4 separate regions of the Zea mays genome follow, and regions 2, 3 and 4 are each linked to region 1. Evidence: chromatin contacts called from public Hi-C data. All regions are on one chromosome and are shown on one strand. Each heading gives the region's core, a stretch centred on a gene start, on an enhancer-like site or on the middle of the called end of the contact. The rest is flanking DNA. Distances are from core to core; before and after follow the strand shown.

Region 1 (2,935 bases), core at 125-2,624:
CCTCAATGTCATCAGGAGCATCCTCAGAAAGATCAGCAACATCAAACCCTGCAAATCCATAAAGGGCACAGCAGTAAACATGCAATACGTATAAGACAGATAATGATGAAAGGATCTGAAACATTCTCAAGAAGCAGGGAGAAACATGTAGATAACAATAAACCTACATGCTGTGGAGGGGAACCCGCCAAACACTGACACGGGTCTTGAAGGTGCAGTGGGGCATATCCATTTTATCTGAGCACAGCAAAGATATACAGGAAGAAATATCGTATTGGATTTGAGCAACAAGGTGTGAGATTAAGCTTTAAGCCCCTGTTTGGAACCCCTAGAGCTAATAGCTAGCTAGCTAATAAATTATCAGCTGGGTTAGAGTCAGCTAATGAACTAATTGTTAGCTATCTCATAGCTAACAATTAGTTGTGGTATTAGCTGAGGGTGTTTGGAACCCAACAAATAATTTTTAGTAGCTAACTATTACTTCTAGAGATTCCAAACAGGGCCTAAACCACCATAAGAAATTAAAACATTGCATATTTCGAATCTATGTCCTAACTTACATTAGGAAGGGGAAGAGTTTCCAGTAGTTGAGACCAGCTGCAATGTAACACAAATACATCATTAATGACAGTAGCTTCGAATTATATAATACAGGACATGACTATCGTTCGAGGAAGCAACAATCCAGCCTACCACAGTGTACAGTTAGTTCATAACATCTGGAGAAGGTACCGAGCTTATTGACATACTGTCCATTACTTCATCATCTATAATCTAAGCACACCAAACTCCACCAGCATACCATTCAGAAGTACAGGTGAGTTGAGCAGGCGGGTTCTATACCTGGCTCCATTGTCCCCAAGTCCATGGAGCCAGACAATGGTGGCCTTGTGCGTGCCCTTGGGCCTCACCACATGCGTTCTCCCGTACTCGAACGGCCTCTTCGCACCTGCATCCAATGCATATTCATTCCTTTACACTCAATCCCACCTCCCCCAACGCCGTAAAACAGAGACCGCGCCCACCAATCACCAACGAAGCCACAACAGCGACAAAACCAAGGCGCACCTGATGCGAGGGAGCTGCTGCCGCCGAAGCTCATCCCGCGAACAGTCGCGGCGCCTCCGCACCCCCTCCTCGCTACAAGGCCCGCCAACGCTGCAGTCCCAGCAACAACGGCGACGATTCAGCAGCCGACCAGCGGCCCTCGGGAGCAGATAAAGGGCGACGCGGTGCGTACGTGCGTACGAGGGAGCAGCGGCGGGGCTTGGGGATCGGGGTAAAGGGAGATTTGGGCGGCGGAAAGGGGTGCGCCTTTTTTGGGTGGCGCTGGTGGGTCGCCTCTGGCCTTGTGGGTGCGGGAATCTGCAGGAGACCGCAGACCCGCAGCGCAGCAAGGCAGACGCCACCTCTCTCTGCGCCTCTGCGGAGCGCTCCGCCTCTGCGCCACGCCACATGAGCCGCGCGTGGTGGTGATGGCGGTGGCAGGCAGGCAGCCAGGCACGCACCAAAAGAATAAGATGGGAACAGTAACTGGCCGCACGGGTTCGGAAAAGCGGTCGACCCAGTTGGGGCCTTGGGGGAGAAGAGAGAGGGAAGGAGGGAAGGAGATTGCGATTCGCGAACCTGTCAGCGGGGAGGTCGTTCTTCAGCGGAGCGGAGGAGGAGGCCGTCGTCTCGTCGCGGGGCGCCGGACGAGCTTCTTCCAGTGACTCTCGGTGGCCGCCCGGATCCTTCTGCTTGTGGGGGTAGGTTGTTCTGTTGTGACTTGTGCGGGAGACCTTTCGTGGTGGGGTAGCCGGGTAGGTTGTTCGATTCGGGACTGAGCTATTTTGGGGACGGCTAGAGGCGTGCTTGGCATATCGAATAGCTCCTTAATTAAGTTTTAGCCCTAATTAATGTTTTAGAGAAAGAAAAAATGAAAAAAATCACGTCCAACAGTAACTTATCTATAGCCCTTATTTTCCTGCACGCGTTGCTATGTCGACTGGGTGGGAGTTGTTGAAGCAGTAACATTTTTTTAGGATTTAAAGTTTCAGAGAGATCCTAATTCCTCTATTTTTAAGGAGTTGTTGAAGATGTTTTAACGAGGCTACGTTGGGCACCGTGTGTTACGTAGGAATGGTAATGGATCGTGATCCAAATGATTATTTATAAATAGTAGGGCGCTAAATAATTTATAGTTCAAAAAATAAATAAAAATATGATCCGATTCTAATTTTATCCGATTCTTAAATCTTATAATGTAAAATTTAGACTCTATTACTAATTTTCTATTTATTTGCACTTTATGTAGTGCTACGGGACGAGCCTCAAAAGTGTAAATAGAAAGGAAATATAGAGAAAGAAATATTTTTAAAAAAAACGATAAAAAACATAGATACAAATATAAATATAGATGACATACATGGAAACATCCTTAACAAAGAGAATGTCACACTACCATAAAAGCATCTTCAATCGTGTCTTAATTCAGCGCCTCATCTTAAAATATAGGTCTTGACTCATAAAAAACAACTTCAATAGTATCTAATTTTCAATTTTTGTAAAAAATATAGAGTACTACATGAAGTGATCCAAATATACTATAATTCAAACTATTGACCTATCTTTGTTTTATACATCATTGTAATGCGTGGATCCGCATCCTAGTCTATGTATATGTGCAACGTGGGCTCCTTTACCGAATATCATTTTCTTTATAGACTTCAACGAAGTCTTCTAAAGGTTGATCTAAATATAGAGGAAAAATATTTTGTCCTCTCTTTATATGTACAAATTATTTATCCCCCCTTCTAATTATTTTTATATTTTAAATGATAGATTAACCAAAACTAATATATATATATATATATATATATATATATATAGTATTTAAGGGTGTGATAAACATATATATGTATAAAAACTATCATAAAATATGTTTTTAATATAG
Region 2 (2,935 bases), core at 192-2,691, 470 kb after region 1:
AGAGCAAGGAACGAACGAACGCACGGATCGATTTTTCCACGACGACTTTTAAGGAGAAATAACAGCTGTGCGCGATGCACGTCCAGAACCGGTCAAACAAATAAGTAAAAGAAGACTTCTACAAGAAAAAGGCACGCGACGCACGGGTGTGTGCGACGAATTTTCTAGCGAATACAAGCAGAAGCAGTGGAAAAACAAGGAGCACGAGATTCGGATGCTGGAGCCGTTTAAAAAAACACCACATAAACAGAAAATCGCTGAGGCGATCGTCGGAGACAGCCGCGAAAACCTCTGCAAATCCCCCACTCCCAGGGGGGAAAAAATCAATCTCCGGATGGTCGGAGTGAAACCACACACACCGGCGTTGGTTCTAAAAACACGCACATACACACATAGTGCAAGCATGAGCCAGTCGTCATGCATGGACGCATGCACACACACACACACACCGCTGAGAGAGAGAGAGAGAGAGAGAGAGAGAGAGAGAGAGAGAGAGAGAGAGAGAGAGAGAGAGAGAGAGAGAGAGAGAGAGAGAGAGAGAGAGAGAGAGAGAGAGAGAGAGAGAGAGAGAGAGAGAGAGAGAGAGAGAGAGAGAGAGAGAGAGAGAGAGAGAGAGAGAGAGAGAGAGAGAGAGAGAGAGAGAGAGAGAGAGAGAGAGAGAGAGAGAGAGAGAGAGAGAGAGAGAGAGAGAGAGAGAGAGAGAGAGAGAGAGAGAGAGAGAGAGAGAGAGAGAGAGAGAGAGAGAGAGAGAGAGAGAGAGAGAGAGAGAGAGAGAGAGAGAGAGAGAGAGAGAGAGAGAGAGAGAGAGAGAGAGAGAGAGAGAGAGAGAGAGAGAGAGAGAGAGAGAGAGAGAGAGAGAGAGAGAGAGAGAGAGAGAGAGAGAGAGAGAGAGAGAGAGAGAGAGAGAGAGAGAGAGAGAGAGAGAGAGAGAGAGAGAGAGAGAGAGAGAGAGAGAGAGAGAGAGAGAGAGAGAGAGAGAGAGAGAGAGAGAGAGAGAGAGAGAGAGAGAGAGAGAGAGAGAGAGAGAGAGAGAGAGAGAGAGAGAGAGAGAGAGAGAGAGAGAGAGAGAGAGAGAGAGAGAGAGGGAGGGAGGGAGGGAGAGGGAGGGAGGGAGAGGAGGCGACGCCAGAAGAACAGTCTGGGGACACCATGAGTAACTCTCCGAATCTGCAGACATCGACGCGGCATCCGGCGACGAGGTAACGCGCACATGGACCGAACCGAACCCACCCGATCGGGCAGTAGATCGAAGCCGTACCGTGTTCGAAGCGGCGCGGCGGCGGCGGCGGAGGTGAATTGACGAGGGAGTTGAGGCGGCGGAGCGTTTGGATCCGCAATGGCGCGCGCGCGCGCGCGCGCGTTCTCCTCTCCTCGGGGCGGCGCGGAGCCCTAGGCAGGGGGGCGAGGGCGAGGGCGAGGGCGCGGCGTGGGCTTTGTCGAGGTAGAGTCTCGCCCGGATGCCGGTATTTATGTGTGAGCCGAGAAGAGAAGGCAAGGCAGGCAGCCGAGCGCGGCGAGGGAGGAGGACGCGCTCTCGAGTCTCGATCAATGCTGCCTGGCGTCTCGTCTCGCTCACTGTCGAGTTTGGGCTGGGCCGCAGCCCGCAGGTGCGACCCTTGTCCGTCTTGGCTGCCTCACGAGTGGAGCCGCCCGCAAGTGACACTTGGAAGGGGCCCACCGCTGGCGATCCGCAGGGGGGGGTCCACCCGGCACGTGGCGTGGAGGAGCGCGCCTGTGCCTGGCCTGGCCGCAGTCCGGACTCCGGACCGCACCGGCAGCGGCGGCTGAGGCCCCGTGACGGAGAGCCAAAGGTCAACGGCTTCCCGTCCCATGTTTCATAGTACTCACACACACACACACATGTGAGCACCCTTCTGGTCGATACGTACACAAGCGCGCCATATCACATCCGCACCTTTCAGGGCCGCTACTAACAGGCTAGCAACAGCACCGTATCCCGGAGGGAGATGGGTGCAGTGCAGGCCGAGGTCGGGGTCGGGGTCTCCCGTACGACGGTGCCTGTCGCTGCAACAAAAAACTGCCTATCTATCACCCACCGAGAAAATGCCACGGCACCACCAGTCCTGCAGTCCAAGTACGTACCACACACGTCCACGTACGACGCGATCCTCCCGCGGCCGAGCGTAAAATTCCCTTCAGACCTTGGAAGCTCATGGCCCATCACTACTAGTTTCTTGTGACGGCAGGGTTGGAGCTGCAGCAACAAATAATATTATTACGTCGATAATGATTGCAATCTTTAGGTTGACATCATTCGTTTCGGACCGAACCAAAGTCAACTCGAACAATTTTACGTCACACGTGAGCCAACGTTCATAGTAACTCCTCTCACACTTAATCGAAGGGACCCGATCTATCTCCAGTTGCGGTCACCTACCCCGTCTCTAAGCCAACCCGGCCTCATCGTCATAATAGCGTTACCATCCAACACCGGTTTTTTTGTTCAATTTAGCCGTTAGGTTGATCTCATTCGGCCCCGTTGATAAATTTTAAAATTACGGTCAAGGGACCAGCTTTCAACTCCCACGCACTAACCGGGACGCAACACAGTCTGGTGCTGCACAGGAAACAGCCACCCAGGTTACATACCACCGATGGGGGCAAAACTTGCTATACTTCTTCCCCGTCTGGTGCTGCCCGGTGGGGTTTAAGCGCCCTGTGATCGTTTGGTTGTCAGGGTGTCCAGTGACTCTACTAACACATCTCTCTTCAAATGTATAAATGAACAAATGTATAAATGAACGTATAAATAGAATAACAGATTAGTAATAAAAAGAAAGTAGGGCTGGACGTTTGAACACATATATATTCTAAATTTTTATAAACCAGTGAATTATGAGAGTGTGTACATATGTATCAGATCCACAATATATATTAGAACCTGCATACATATTGATGGAACAAGCAGAACAGT
Region 3 (2,935 bases), core at 226-2,725, 390 kb after region 1:
CAATACAATAGTACCAACGTTAGAGAGAATTAAAGACATCCCTAACATGTTCGCTTGACTTCAATCTATACCGGCTTCTACAGCTTATACGGTGTTTTTGTCTCTACGAGTTTAACTGTAACAATCGACTTTAATCCGAAGTGAATAGATAAACCTGGACGAGAGAATCGATTTTAATCCGAAGCGAACTGATAAACCAGGACGAGAGAAGTCCATTGGCTAGTTTAATCCAGTTAAAATCAATTAATAGTTAGTCAGTTTGCACTTGAATGTTTTAGTCATTTAACTATTAGTTACCATGCATCAAACCGGCAATCCACCGGAGTAGTTTTTATACGCGGACGTCAGTTTCAGGGACGGAGGTTTGGCAGTACGGGGGCGTGAAGCGTTGCCGTGCCTGATTGGTGCGGATGTGCGACGTGACTGGGATAACAGACACACTCGGACTCGGACGAAAAATCTTGCGAGGCTTGACGGGGACAGGATTCACAGCTGACTTCGGTGCGTGCCGAAAGGGACACGACAGCCATTGGGGAAGCTCTGCCTCTCTCTCTCTCTCTCACTGACGCTTCGTGTTGATGACGAATGATGCAGGACATGGTCGGATGTGATTCTAATAAAATTTTAGGACTCCAAGCATGCCCTTGAGTACTTTGCAGGCAGTTTGCAGAGGATCGAAAAGAAGATGTGTTTGCTGTTGCAGTACAAGAGGAAAACACATACGTATTAATTTACCAAGTCAAACCGAAAACATCACCACTCCATAACATTTAGCGCAAGAACTAATGGTACACAGCTACATGAACATATATCTCTACTGGGTCGCAGCCGATCGAGTCGGGTCGGGAGGGACACCATCCTAATACTAGTCCCCCTCCTCCATCTCCATCTCCATCTCCTCCGCAGCAACACCGGCACTCGCCACGCTATTCATTTTTTTTTAACAAGGACGGACGGAAGCTGGAAAGGTTCAAGCACACGCACGTATGTACAGACACGGGCTGCCACGGCGATCTGGCCGGCGGCTAGGGCCTGGCGTCGGGCGCGGCGGAGGCGAGGCGGGACGCGATGGCGGAGTGGTACATGGCGTCGTGGAAGCTCTCCGTCTCCATCATCTGCACGCGCAGCCGCCGCGCCTTGTCCTCCGTCAGCACGCCGAACCGCCTGGCCGAGGCCGAGGCCGAGGCCGGCCCCCGCGGCAGAGGCTCGTCCTCGGACGCCGGCCGCGCGTCGATGTAGTCCGGCTGCCCGGACCACCCCAGCAGCGGCGCCCACCACTTGGCGCCGTCGCCGACGGGGCGCGCCCTCGCCGTGGCAGAGCAAGCGCAGGGCCGGGCCGGAGCCGGCGGGCGGACGGAGAAGACCATCCCTGATGACACTGCCATGGATGGAAGTTCTGGATTCGGACGAGAAAGAGGTTTGAGGCTGACTGTGTGTTGAGTTTGCGACCTGCGGGTGGATTGGGATTGGGATTGGGATTGGGATTGCAAAGGTGGTGGTGGCCTGGGGGGATTATAAAGCGTGCGACAAGAACGGAGGGGCCGAGCCCAACGAGTGGATAAGGTTTCGTGCAGGCCAGGCGAGCGGGGCCGCGGCATGCGTCGTGCGGTGCGCTTTTTCTCGAGCGCGGGCCGTCGCTTTTAGAGCATGTATTTCAACTATCAAGGGCTAAATGAAAAAACAAAGACGGGGTTTTATAAGTTTAGAAACGGTTCTAGTCATACAATCAACACAAATAAGCTAGTCATATAATCAACACAAATAAATCGTATTTTGAGAGGTTCTATTATAAAAAAAATATAAGACTTAAATACATTAGATTATATAACAAGGTTTTTACGTATATTTAATGCTCAGAGAACTATAACCTAGTATCTTACACATGTCCTGGGTTGGGCCGATCGGGATGGGGCCGGCTTTTTTCTTGCTTTTCGGACAACTTCGCTGGGACGGTGGCTCGCTCTGCGGCTTCTCTGCCGTCGGGTTCGGGGTCCGTTTCAAATACGCGGGCGGCGGGCACACCGCCTTTTTTTTTACTCTTTAGATCGTTTTTAAAAGGAAATTTGAAATTAATCCCATCAAAATTTTATTTCCAAATCAAGGTGTCGCTAATGTATACTGTCAAAAAAAAACTATGCCACATCGGTCAACGTCCTACTGACTAAGAGCATCTCCAACAACGTGATCTATAAAAATATCTTATAATTTAAAAATAAGTATATTTTATAGAATTTAGGGCACCAACAAAACACCCTGCTCCAACAGTAAAGCTTCACATCTAGATTATAGGGCAGCCCACTACGGTGTAGTATATTTGAGTCACTTGAGAGGGTGTTATATAGTTTTTTGACAAAATTTTATGAAATAAGACACTGTTGGAGTAGTTTTCTCTATGTAGAGCCCTATATTTCAATTTTAGTCACTAGTTTGAGGCATTATTGGAGATGCTCTTAACGAGGTGTTGGGGACGGCTTTAATGCAGGAAATCCAGCTCCAATCCAACTTATTTCAATCAAACATCGCCGACTCCACAAAAATGTGAATCTACCTATTAGCTCCACATTTTTTGGTGGAACCTTAAAAAAGTGCTACAGAAATCTTTATTTTATAATTTGTCAAAGAGTTATACGGTAATTACCTATTGCCATCCATTACACAACTCTCTCCTAGGTAGTGTTCGAGGAAAAAAAAGATCGGTTCCACCCCCATCTTGTGGACGTCCCCAGCAACACCTCCCATTAACCGTCGCGAACTGGCACTCCTGCCTCCCATCACCCCTCATGCACCAGCCTCGTGCGATGCTCGGTCACTCCAACACCAACGCCTCGTGCGTCGCTCGCCCCCTTCCGCCCCACCCTCCTTGGCAAGTATGTGCGTGATGGAAAAGAGATGGGGCTAGAAAAGATGACATATAGGTCCAAAAATAGGGGCAATA
Region 4 (2,935 bases), core at 306-2,805, 370 kb after region 1:
TAGACTTTTGCTGTAGATTCGCCGGCGGGACGCTTTTGTCTCGACGCGCCAGCCAACGCAGGCAGTCATGCGCCAAAAAAAACACACAGATATATTCTTCAATTCATACGATTTTCAGTTATCCCACGTACGATAAAGACAGTGACACAAAAAAACAATTCCAATGCATGTTATTTAACACATTACTGTATAAAAAAGAATAATAGCACACAACAGTAGATAAAAAAACTACCCAGAATGGACTTCTCGCTAACGCGGATGATAGTGAAAGTAGCGACCCAAACCACGATTGCATGCACGGTTGCCGTATCAAGATCTAACGGACCAAGAGGCATATTTCTAACAGTAGATAAAAAGTACACATAATGGGGTTCTCGCTAATGCGGATGCGGATGCGGATGATAGTGATAGTAGCGATCCAAACCACGGTTGCATCCAGGTTGCCGTATCTAGATCTAATGAACCAAGAGCCATCTTACACCTAATGGCTTGCATAGTAGTAGTTGCCCCCTACATGCACGGTAGATGCAGATGCATCACATGACGATCATGGCAGTGTGTGACGTGCTACGCTCCGGAATCACACACAATGACACAAGCCTCTTCTCTCTTTTTTTGCAGCCGAATTCAACGCGTTGCTTCGGATGCGCTGCTATACGTACTATGCCGGCATGCCGCCGCGCGGGGCTCCCACGCGTTACGTACGCGTACGTACACGATGTAGACATCGAGAAAGTAAAAAGATGCATGGGGGCCGCGCGATCGGGTCCAGCCCGTACGTCCTGACCGGGATAATCGATGCGACGCGACGACGACGACAGAACGAAACGCTACGACGTGGAGACGCCGAGCTGCTGAGCCACCAGCCACGCACCACCGCGCGCGCGGGAGCGGTGGCCGGTGGGTGGCGTGGGCGAGCGAGCGAGCACGACCGCCGGTCGAGCTGCACCTGTTGCATGGGCCGTGCGAGCCGTGTCCGTCTCATGCAACCACAGAGCCACACCTTAATTAAGTGGAGTAGGTCTGCAGTCTGCTGGGCGCTCGCCAACCGGCCGGGGGAAACACTACTGTATGTAGTCTGTAGCTGGCTGGAAATGAGTAGCCAAAGCCGATCGAGGGCATGTTTCATGCGGTCTGTTTGTTTGTTTTATTAAAATTTAAAAAAAGATTCGTTATCAGCTAGCAACACACACATATATATGATTTGATGTATCTAATAATCCCCTTCAAATCATTTCCAGGGCAGGAAACCTAGCCTTTTCTTGTCAACTGTTTCTAGTACAGTACTAGTACACACCATGCACATATATACACACCATGCATCGTCTGGATGTTGGAATGGGATAATACATTTCACACATGCCCATCATCAGGGCAGATTACTCACACGTCTGTCTCTCCATGCATGCATGCATATATGCATGTTGATCAGCTGGGACCTACTAGCTAGCTATCTATCTATCTAGCGATATGATCCATGCACGTAGATCACTGTGCTGTGGTTTTGGCCCATTGCGCAAGCAAACCCTGACGGCCGATCGGGAAATAACGGGTCCTCTGCTGCCGGCCTGCATGCAGACGCGTTGCTCTCCCGGCGTCCACACACGTCCCCACGCAGAGAGAGAGAGAGGGGCGCATGCGCATCCATCAGTGCGTTCATTCGTTGCATCTAAACCCTAATCATCGAATTAAGCAGCGCGTCGACAGCGGCCTGATGATGGATCGACCCGCCACTGATTGCACTGCCGGTGCCAGATGCCCCGTTTAATTTGTGCCTAATGATATATGGCGCCCCTGCCCCAGACATAATGCATGCATATAACACGTCTAGCCACTAGGTAGTAGATAGTAGCCTGTCAGTCAGCAGCTAGCTAGCTAGCTTTGGCTGCCCCTACGGGCGGTTGCAGGCCAGGCCTGCATCCCGTCCCGTCCCGTTCTCTGTACCTGCCACTGCCAGCGCCGTTCGCTGTTGCCAGCCAAAGCGAGCTAGCTAGCAGCACACACCACCAAATAATGCATGCATTCATGCAGCGAGACCAATCCATGCATCGATCCATCCAACCATGTCCGGGTTTTCCAGGCCACGGTTAATTTTGGAACCAACCCGTGTATCTAGCGTATGGGACGGGTTGTCGAAGGACGTACGACGACGTCATTGCAGCTAGCTGGCGGCGATGGCCAGTGCCGAGCGCGCTGGACGGCATCGTAAACGCGTGGACTCCCTTTTCACCGTCGCCGGCGGTGGTCCTCCCCCGACGTCCCGAGGTCACCGATCGACGACGGCACTCATCGGCGTCGTCACCGCACAAGCGACCTCGGTGCCAAGAGGTCGAGTCCGACCTGCTTGTCACCTTCCAACGCCGGCATTCCTGCCTCCGTTTTGGACTCAAGCAGCTTAAACTAACAGAGAGACGAACAATTTACTCAACATGTCTATCAATCCACCGACAGCGCTGTGCTCTCCTCTGCTGCATCGCCGGAATTCACCCGTTCGCCGTGGGTCGGGTTGAGCTAGAGCAAACCGATCGATCGATCGATGAGCTCCGGGTCCATCCATCGAGCAGCGCGCGCAGCGTCGTCCCATCAGCATTCGTCGTCAGGCGGCCGGCCGGCGATGCATCCTGTCATATCCAAGACCCACCCTTCCCTTAATCTCGTGTCCTAATGCGACCAAGACAATGCAGCCTGCATGGGGGCCCTGTGTCTGTGTCTGTGTTCCTCAGCTGGCCCCTACGTACGTACGGTCATCCTCAGGGGCAGTCGATCAGGCAGGTATTGCGCATGCACACGACAAACCTGCTGCTGCTGGCCTCATTCATATCTTTGTATATTATTATCGTCACGCTAATGATATGTTCAGGTTTGTCGTCTCTGTTCCGAGAAAAAGAGGGCAGGTTTTGGTTGTCGTCTTGTCCCATCCCTGCACAAGTTGTTT

Evidence for each region. A called contact is a pair of places that touch in the nucleus more often than the background predicts.
Region 2: a Hi-C map of tassel shows a contact between it and region 1, with 2.5 times the contacts expected there. The contact joins the promoter of LOC100281408 here to the promoter of LOC100283662 in region 1. A contact is called at or near these places in 2 of 25 Hi-C or Micro-C datasets (leaf and tassel).
Region 3: a Hi-C map of leaf shows a contact between it and region 1, with 4 times the contacts expected there. The contact joins the promoter of LOC100277712 here to the promoter of LOC100283662 in region 1. A contact is called at or near these places in 3 of 25 Hi-C or Micro-C datasets (ear, leaf and tassel).
Region 4: a Hi-C map of ear shows a contact between it and region 1, with 3 times the contacts expected there. The contact joins the enhancer-like site here to the promoter of LOC100283662 in region 1. A contact is called at or near these places in 4 of 25 Hi-C or Micro-C datasets (ear, endosperm, leaf and 1 more).

What each region holds. Positions count from the first base shown.
Region 1 is chr3:11,423,926-11,426,860 of Zm-B73-REFERENCE-NAM-5.0, reverse strand. It overlaps LOC100283662 (acyl-protein thioesterase 2), which reads right to left and starts at 1,374. Exons shown (of 9, transcript NM_001156563.2): 1 at 1,069-1,374; 2 at 844-949; 3 at 561-597; 4 at 168-237; 5 at 1-48. The coding sequence starts at 1,102.
Region 2 is chr3:10,950,841-10,953,775 of Zm-B73-REFERENCE-NAM-5.0, reverse strand. It overlaps LOC100281408 (boron transporter-like protein 2), which reads right to left and starts at 1,441. Exons shown (of 14, transcript NM_001365686.1): 1 at 1,259-1,441. LOC109944952 reads right to left here. Exons shown (of 4, transcript XM_020550709.1): 4 at 2,896-2,902. The coding sequence ends at 2,896.
Region 3 is chr3:11,034,097-11,037,031 of Zm-B73-REFERENCE-NAM-5.0, reverse strand. It overlaps LOC100277712, which reads right to left and starts at 1,475. Exons shown (of 1, transcript NM_001371599.1): 1 at 698-1,475. The coding sequence starts at 1,385. The coding sequence ends at 1,026.
Region 4 is chr3:11,056,676-11,059,610 of Zm-B73-REFERENCE-NAM-5.0, reverse strand. No RefSeq gene overlaps it. Among protein-coding and RNA genes, the nearest start is that of LOC100277712, 23 kb to the right of the region's middle. Within about 2 kb of position 1,555, at least 18 of the 20 cell types and tissues checked have an H3K27ac peak or open chromatin away from gene starts, as enhancers often do. A contact at or near this core is called in ear, endosperm, leaf and 1 more, where this site is marked.